2 separate regions of the Mus musculus genome follow, and region 2 is linked to region 1. A link is a contact called in public Hi-C data. All regions are on one chromosome and are shown on one strand. The core of a region is the stretch at or near the end of the contact, and the rest is flanking DNA. Distances in the headings are between cores, read along the strand shown. Region 1 has its middle 68 kb from the start of Gm33510. Region 2 has its middle 44 kb from the start of Gm33510.

Region 1 (3,329 bases), core at 70-2,569:
AAACACCTGGGGCTCTTTGGGAGATGGATGGCCCAGCCAATTTCCTAATGAAAATTCTCAACTTAGTAAATTCAAAACAGAAATGTCAAATAGTTTTCACAGGCAAATAACTACGTGATTTAAAGTAGTATCTGGCCAGGAGGCATCAGTGAAAAAGTATCTGCTAGGTGCTATCAGGACTAGCTACAGGTATACAAATATTCTAGACAAACACACAAATGGAGAATTTTTAAAACCTCAATTTAAGAAGGAGGAACAAAACGAGAAGTGAGAACGTGTGTGCTATGAAGTCATAAAATTGTGACTCACTAGAGCGATAACACCATAATTTAAATTTAAATTAGTTTGCTCTAAATGATTAGTAAACTTGTGGTCTATATCACTGAGGGAGTTTTCTGAATGAACAGAATCTAATCATGCCAGCTTCTCTGTGTGGCTGGCTGGCCTGAACATCAGCGCAGCCCTGCGGTCATAAAAAGATGGACTGGTGGCTGTTTTGTGGCTTTCATAACACTTTGTTATACATTTTATTTTCATTTTTAAATTTTCTATTGTGTTTGCTTTGATCTTAAGAAATGTTTCTGTTTTATTTTTCTCTGTTGCTGTTAGCATAAAGCACCACCATTTCTATTTGTTGCCTCAGGAGTGACTTAATTCACTGGTTGAATAAGAATGGCAGACATTAAGCACACATTATGAGCACTATTAGAGGTTCTGAGTGTTGACAGCACGCACAGCCCCTTGGAGACCAGTGAACACGGATTATAGCCTAGGGAAATAACACATGAGAATGAATTCTAGCCTGCTTCCTGGTGTCACACAGAAAACCAACCAAGAAGGAATTTACTAGACATAAGCTGCCCAACTGGTGGGGACTGGTGTTAGCTAGTTCCTCAGCACTATTCAGAGGTGATTTCCTCCCCCCCCCTTCCCCTCCTCCTACCCTTTTCCTCTGTCTCCTCCTCCCCTTCACCCTCCTCCTCTTTCTCCTCCTCTCCCTCCTCCTCTTCCCCCCTCCCCTTCCTCTTCCTCCTCCTCTTCCTCCTTGTTAAAGTTTAATTTATTCCAATGGATCAGTGGTTCTCAACCTTCCTAATTAATTAATTGAAGGCTGTGAGCCTTCAATACAGTTCCTCATGTTGTGGTGACCCCCCCAACCACAAAATGATTTTCATTGCTGCTTCATAACTGTGATCTTGCTACTGTTATGAATCATTATGTAAATATCTGTGTTTTCTGATGGTCTTAGGTGACCACTAGGAAAATGTCACCTGACACCAAGGGTCGAAGCTCACAGGTTGGTAACTATTGCATTAGACAAAGAACTTTAAGCAGCCAAAGTGCTTGCTTGAAACCAAAGGGAATGAGAGGTCAAAGGAAGAAGGAAGTTACAAATATTAGCAGAAATCATGTGACCAAGTACAGAAATAAGCACTAACTTATTTGAGCATTTCTTTGCTTTTATATGTGTATAGGCATTTAACTAACCATCTTTGGTTTGTTACTAAGCACGATAACATAATAATTTAGATAATGTTCCAATTTTAAGTTATGGTTTGTCAAAGGAAGAGTGTGATTCAGATAGAGAAAAAGAAATATTAATTAAATTTGAATAATTTTTTAACTTTGGGAAAAGTTTCAATACAGTTTTTAGTTATAATCTGATATTTGTACCATATAAATAATTTTACTATTGCTTTTTAAAGCAGTTTATTTCTGTCTTATGTGCATTGGTATTTTGCCTATATGTGTGTCTGTAAGAGAGTGCTGGATCCCCTGGATCCCCTGGAGAGTTGTGAGCCCTCATGTGGGTGCTGGGAAATGAACCTGGGTCCTCTGGAAGAGCAACCAATACCCTTAACCACTGAGCCATCTCTCCAGCTTGTTACTATTGCTTTTTGATAACAAATGTGGTTAGAGTGAGGTATACATGGAAGCTCCACCACATTATAAAGGAGTAGACTCTGGTACCTGTTCTGGACCACATTAGTTAAACTGTGATGCTTCTCAGAATCACTTAACCACGTGGTCTCAGCTTAAGAATGGCTTCAGTAGAAACCTGTGTGGGATTGGGAAAGTAGATGTGAACTCACAACCCCACTTTACCGTGGTTGGTATGGTTCCAGGCACTGCTGTAGAACATGCTTGTCTTTCCTGATCAGCTGGTAACCTAGTTGATATTGTGGAGAAACAGCTGGGCTTGCAGAAATATCCTTTTAGATCTTTCCGATTCCAGGCCCAGTCATGAGTAGCTTCAGGGGCCAGCTATCACCGCTGCTTGCGATTCATTTCTATTGTTAACAGCAACAGGCAAGACAAACAGGTTATCCGTGTTTGTGCGTGTGGGCTCTGGATCTTCCCTCAGGGATTTTAATTTTTCCTCATAGGCTCCCTTAATATGATAATTTTGTGCTTTTACTTCCTTGGTAACTTTGTGTCTAATTTGCCAATATACCTTTTATAGACTTTTCTTAAAATCAAATCCTTAAAATAAATCCCCCATTACATACCCCTCAGACACGATCTGCTCCAGCCTAGCTGGTGTGGTCTTTCTGTTTACCCTCTGGGTTTTATTGAGTCTCTTAAATCTGCTTAGAAATGTGTGATTGGTGACTGAGATCTCAGTATAATTTTTCAGCTTGATCTTCTTTCTATCCTTTAGTTTGTATAATTTCGGCTGTTTTCTCTTCAGTTTACTGATAATTTGTTCAGTTTCTAACCTGCTGATAAGCTCAGTTTTGTTTTTGCTTTTTTAATTTCTAAACTTTGCTGTTGCATTCATGGTCTCTCACATTTCCTTTTTGTAGTTTCAGTTTCTTGGTTGAGATTTCTTAATTTTTCTTCTCTGTTTCTTTGAAATCGAAACTCGCCAATACAATAGACCCTTTGAAGTTATAAGCAAATTATTTCATAATCTGCGTCATTTCTGAGTCTGTTCTTATTGAGTGAACTTCTGTTCAGGTTGTGGATCACAGTGTTCCACCTCTTGGGGTCAAGGGGAAAGTGTTCCCCAGAGGCTTAGCAGAACAGATAGTTAACTGACAGCTTAATGGGAATAGAGCACGTTAGTTACAGGGGAACAGAAACACTATAGAAAGCACGTTCAGATGCTGATACGCACATCTTCACATGGGAGAGAGAGATATGTGGAATATAGGGTTCATTTGAGAGGTACATATCATTATTAGGGAAATGAGTGTCAAGAGGACAGAAATAGCTGCTGTCTTTAGACGAATGAACGACAATAAGGACATATGATAGCCTGTGACAGTCTATCCTCATATGGTGACATTCTTCAATCTTCTTAAAAATTGATATATATTCTTATG
Region 2 (3,814 bases), core at 1,133-3,632, 110 kb after region 1:
CTCTGAATGACTGCCCTATGGTCATGTGCCACCACCTGAGCCAGGAAGCACATGGTGTTTCCTGTCTCCCTGCTACCTGGCAGGAAGTGCTTAACTGGAGGTGACTGGGGACAGAAGAGGCTAAGGCTAAAACCAGAGAGCAGACAGAGTCACTTGGCCAAATTTTTGTATTAACTTCATGCCTGCATCTCCTCCCTATTCCTTCACTGAGCACCATCTACCCATAAATAGTGTGATTATACACACACTAGTATAGACCTACTAAGTGATATTAAATATTTCACTTTATCTATTCTTAAAACTTTAATTCTAAATTGTTACTCTCTCTGTAAAACTATAGATAATTCTATAGACACTGGAGTCTTTCCACTCTGTCCTTAAAAGGGTAGAGAAATGGTAACCCTTGTACTTTAGTTCAGTTAGAGGCCCACACACAGTAGGAAATCGTCCATAGAAAGAGCACAGGCCACCTTAGAGCTGCAGAGGAAGGTGTGCAATCAAATCAGCCTGTTCCTTGCATCTGCAGTACTGTGTTGGTTCAGATTCTTACAGAAGGCAAGAAAAACAGAGATGTGAGGGGGGCATAAAGAGGGAATTGTGGGAAGGTCAGGAGGCCAGGGGCAGGAAAATTTGCAAGGACCTCTACGGCATGTTGCAGGCTGTTGTACTTTACTCAGAACTAAACAAAATTGTCTGCATTTGGTAATTACAAGAGTGTATTCTGGTTAATTAAAAACAGTTTATCATATTAGTAGTTAATAATATCTGACAATGGGACACAAATTTCCTTTTATTATTATTATGAATTCAAAATTAACATTAATGCTTGGGGAAAGCCTTAGAAAGCAACAACTCTGAGTCCCTGGGACCTTTCACCCAATGATGGTTTTAACATTGCTTTGAGCAGTTTCATCTCATAAATAAATTTATTACTAGAAATTGAACTCATTATCAACTTTCCACTCTCACTCCCTAGACACACACACACACACACACACACACACACACACACACACACACACACGAGACCGGAGCTCTATTTTGTAGCCCAGGCTGTCCTGGAACTCATTACATAGTTCAGGCTGGCTAACTAAAAAGGTTTTTGTTTTTTTTTTTCTTATTTTCATATAGGCTTTAGGAAGGTATTGCTATAAACAAAAACACCACACACACACACACACACACACACACACACACACCAAGAACAGTAATCTGTCAATAGAATTAAGTAAGTTAGGAACCTCAAAACTTGAGTTAAGGAATTTTGTGTTAGCCATTAGTATTATTTAACCTCAGCCTTCTAATGATAAAAGGGATGATGTAAATATACTCTATTATTTAAAAAACCCTGTGGCATATGCATCCTAAGAAATAATACAGATAAGCTGTTTACCTGTCATTGGTTCACAATTCCATGACCTACATCAACAGACCTTACTCACAATAACAAATAAAAATGGTTTTTGTTGTTATTTTTAAAAGTCTTACTAGGTAGCCCTGGCTGGCCTGGAACCCTCTGGGTAGCCCAAGCTAGACTCAAATTCATAGAGACTTACTTATCTCTGCTTTCTGAGTGCTAGAATTAAAGATGTATACCACCAAGTCTGACCTGTTGGTGCCAAAGCTATCATTTCATAATTACATCTGTTTTCTGTAAACCAGTAAACATATAGATTGTGTGTGTGTGTGTGTGTGTGTGTGTGTGTGTGTGTGTGTGCATGGCTCACTAGATGTGTACATATGTGTGTAGGGTGCACATGTGCAGACAGCAGAGGACAACCTCTCAAGTCCTTTCTTGGGCATCTTCCAGCTTTTGGGTTTCAGACAGGGATCTCCCTGGCCTAGGGCTTCTTCACGTAGCCTAGGCAAGCTGGCCAATATGCTACAGGAGTCCCCTGCCTGTCTCCTTCTCTCCATCCTGGAACTGCAAGCATGTGACAATATTTCTAGTCTCTTCACATAGCTTCTGGGAATCAAACTGAGCAGTTTCTGCTTATGAGGAAGGAGGTTTATTGATGAAACATCCCACTGACCCTGAACTTCATTATAAAATTGAGAACCAAGGCAATCACACAGGGCTGGCTGACCAGCAAAGGGAGAAGAACCTAATTTGAACTAACCTGTTAATGGTTTCATTATTTTCCCTTAGTGGAGCATGGACGCCATTCATAACCAGCTTAAGGGAGCATTCACTTTGTCATAATAGCAACTAGAGAAAGTATCCTATACACAATATCACAAACTAAAGATCAAAAACCACGCAGACAGATCCTGGCCACTACTGCGAACCTGAAAATGTCGTTTCATCCTCACAGGGTTCCAGACAATACACAGTTCTAAAGCAAAGAGCCCACAAAAACCACAGTAGGGAAATAAAGACAGATAGCAGTTGCATCATGGTGCCGGAAGCCAGCGTTCAAGAAACTGAAGCACAACACAGTGCTTAGATCCTACCCGTCAGCCCAGTTTCTCTGGGCTACTTCCCGGTCGGTTAACCTGGAAGATTCTTATGTTCAATTCCTTTCCCATTTGGACTCCATCCTGCTTCTCTAAATTAAAGATGGAGAAGAGACATTAATTTCAGTCGTGTTATCAACTTCCTAATCCAAATTTAAAATTCACAGTCATTCAAAGTAAATACACACAGCATGTCGCAAAAGGACTTTGTTCAAAGACACCTCAAGAAAGTATGTTAGCTATGACTGGCACACGGACACCCCCTAACCAGGAGGAGCTGGAGATAAACACAGGCGTGGAGTTTATACCAGCCAAACAGGAAAGCCTCAGAGATTTTTTTTATACTGTGTCTTCCATGGAAGGTGGAACTTCCTTTCTTGTTTAAGTTCAGACTTCATCAGAAAAGCAAAGCTAGAAGCTCTTAGAGCCAATGTCTTAGAGCCAATATGATGGTTTGATGGAAAGGGTGAATCAGTCTGCCTGAAAATGTCCTTTATGGTCTTACATAATTATGAACTCTTATTAATAAGATGGCTTTAGCTCCCTCCATAAATCTCAGCATATAGTATCATAACCAACATTAAAAAGTTGTAGCTCTGTAGGCACTTACAGAACATAATAAAACATACCTTCGATAGGTACGTTCAAGTGCATTTGTAGCATTAAGGAATATTTCTCATTGAAAAGAGCAGAGAAGAGAATCGGAAAGAACTTTATTTCACAAATATTTCTGTGAATATTAATTGAGATAAATCCCTAGGACCATCACAAAATCATGTTTTATATAGGAAGGGCGCGATTATGACTAAGAACTTTGACATAAGGTTACCAAGGAAGATCCAGCACAAGAAGACCTTGTCCAGGAACCCAACCCTCAGATGAAGTAGTTTTAGGGAGTGGTGCTGTTAGGAGGTGTGTCCTTATTAGAGGAGGCGTGGCCTTGTTGGAGTGGGTGTGGCTTTGTTGGAGGAAGTGTTGGAAAGGAAGTAGTTTTATCTAACCGTATGTCACAATTCTCATTCTCTCAGTGGCCTGATATTTTTCTGATGAAGTTTACATTAAAGTGAAGCCCATCTTACATGTATGACGTGTCTCTTAGTTTTGATTTACTGCTGTGAACAGACACCATGACCAAGGCAGTTCTTATAGAGGACAACATTTAATTGGAGCTGGTTTACAGGTTCAGAGGTTCAGTTCATTATCATCAAGGTGGGAGCATGGCAGTGTCCAGACAGGCATGGTGCAGGCAAAACTGAGAGTTCTACACCTTCATCTGAAGGCCGCTAGGACACTGCCTCCCACATGGTTAGGAGGGTCTCATTGCCCAGTCCCACAGTGACACACTTCCTCCAACAAG

The links. A called contact is a pair of places that touch in the nucleus more often than the background predicts.
Region 2: a contact with region 1 is called in a Hi-C map of bone marrow-derived macrophages, with 29 read pairs. The contact joins two enhancer-like sites. A contact is called at or near these places in 1 of 15 datasets of contacts at CTCF or cohesin (CD8 T cells), 1 of 484 Hi-C or Micro-C datasets (bone marrow-derived macrophages) and 1 of 115 datasets of contacts at active chromatin or transcription factors (CD8 T cells).

What each region holds. Positions count from the first base shown.
Region 1 is chr10:20,769,357-20,772,685 of GRCm38.p6, forward strand. No RefSeq gene overlaps it. Among named protein-coding and RNA genes, the nearest start is that of Gm33510, 68 kb to the right of the region's middle. Within about 2 kb of position 1,320, at least 18 of the 459 cell types and tissues checked have an H3K27ac peak or open chromatin away from gene starts, as enhancers often do. A contact at or near this core is called in bone marrow-derived macrophages, where this site is marked.
Region 2 is chr10:20,880,424-20,884,237 of GRCm38.p6, forward strand. No RefSeq gene overlaps it. Among named protein-coding and RNA genes, the nearest start is that of Gm33510, 44 kb to the left of the region's middle. Within about 2 kb of position 2,383, at least 90 of the 459 cell types and tissues checked have an H3K27ac peak or open chromatin away from gene starts, as enhancers often do. A contact at or near this core is called in bone marrow-derived macrophages, where this site is marked.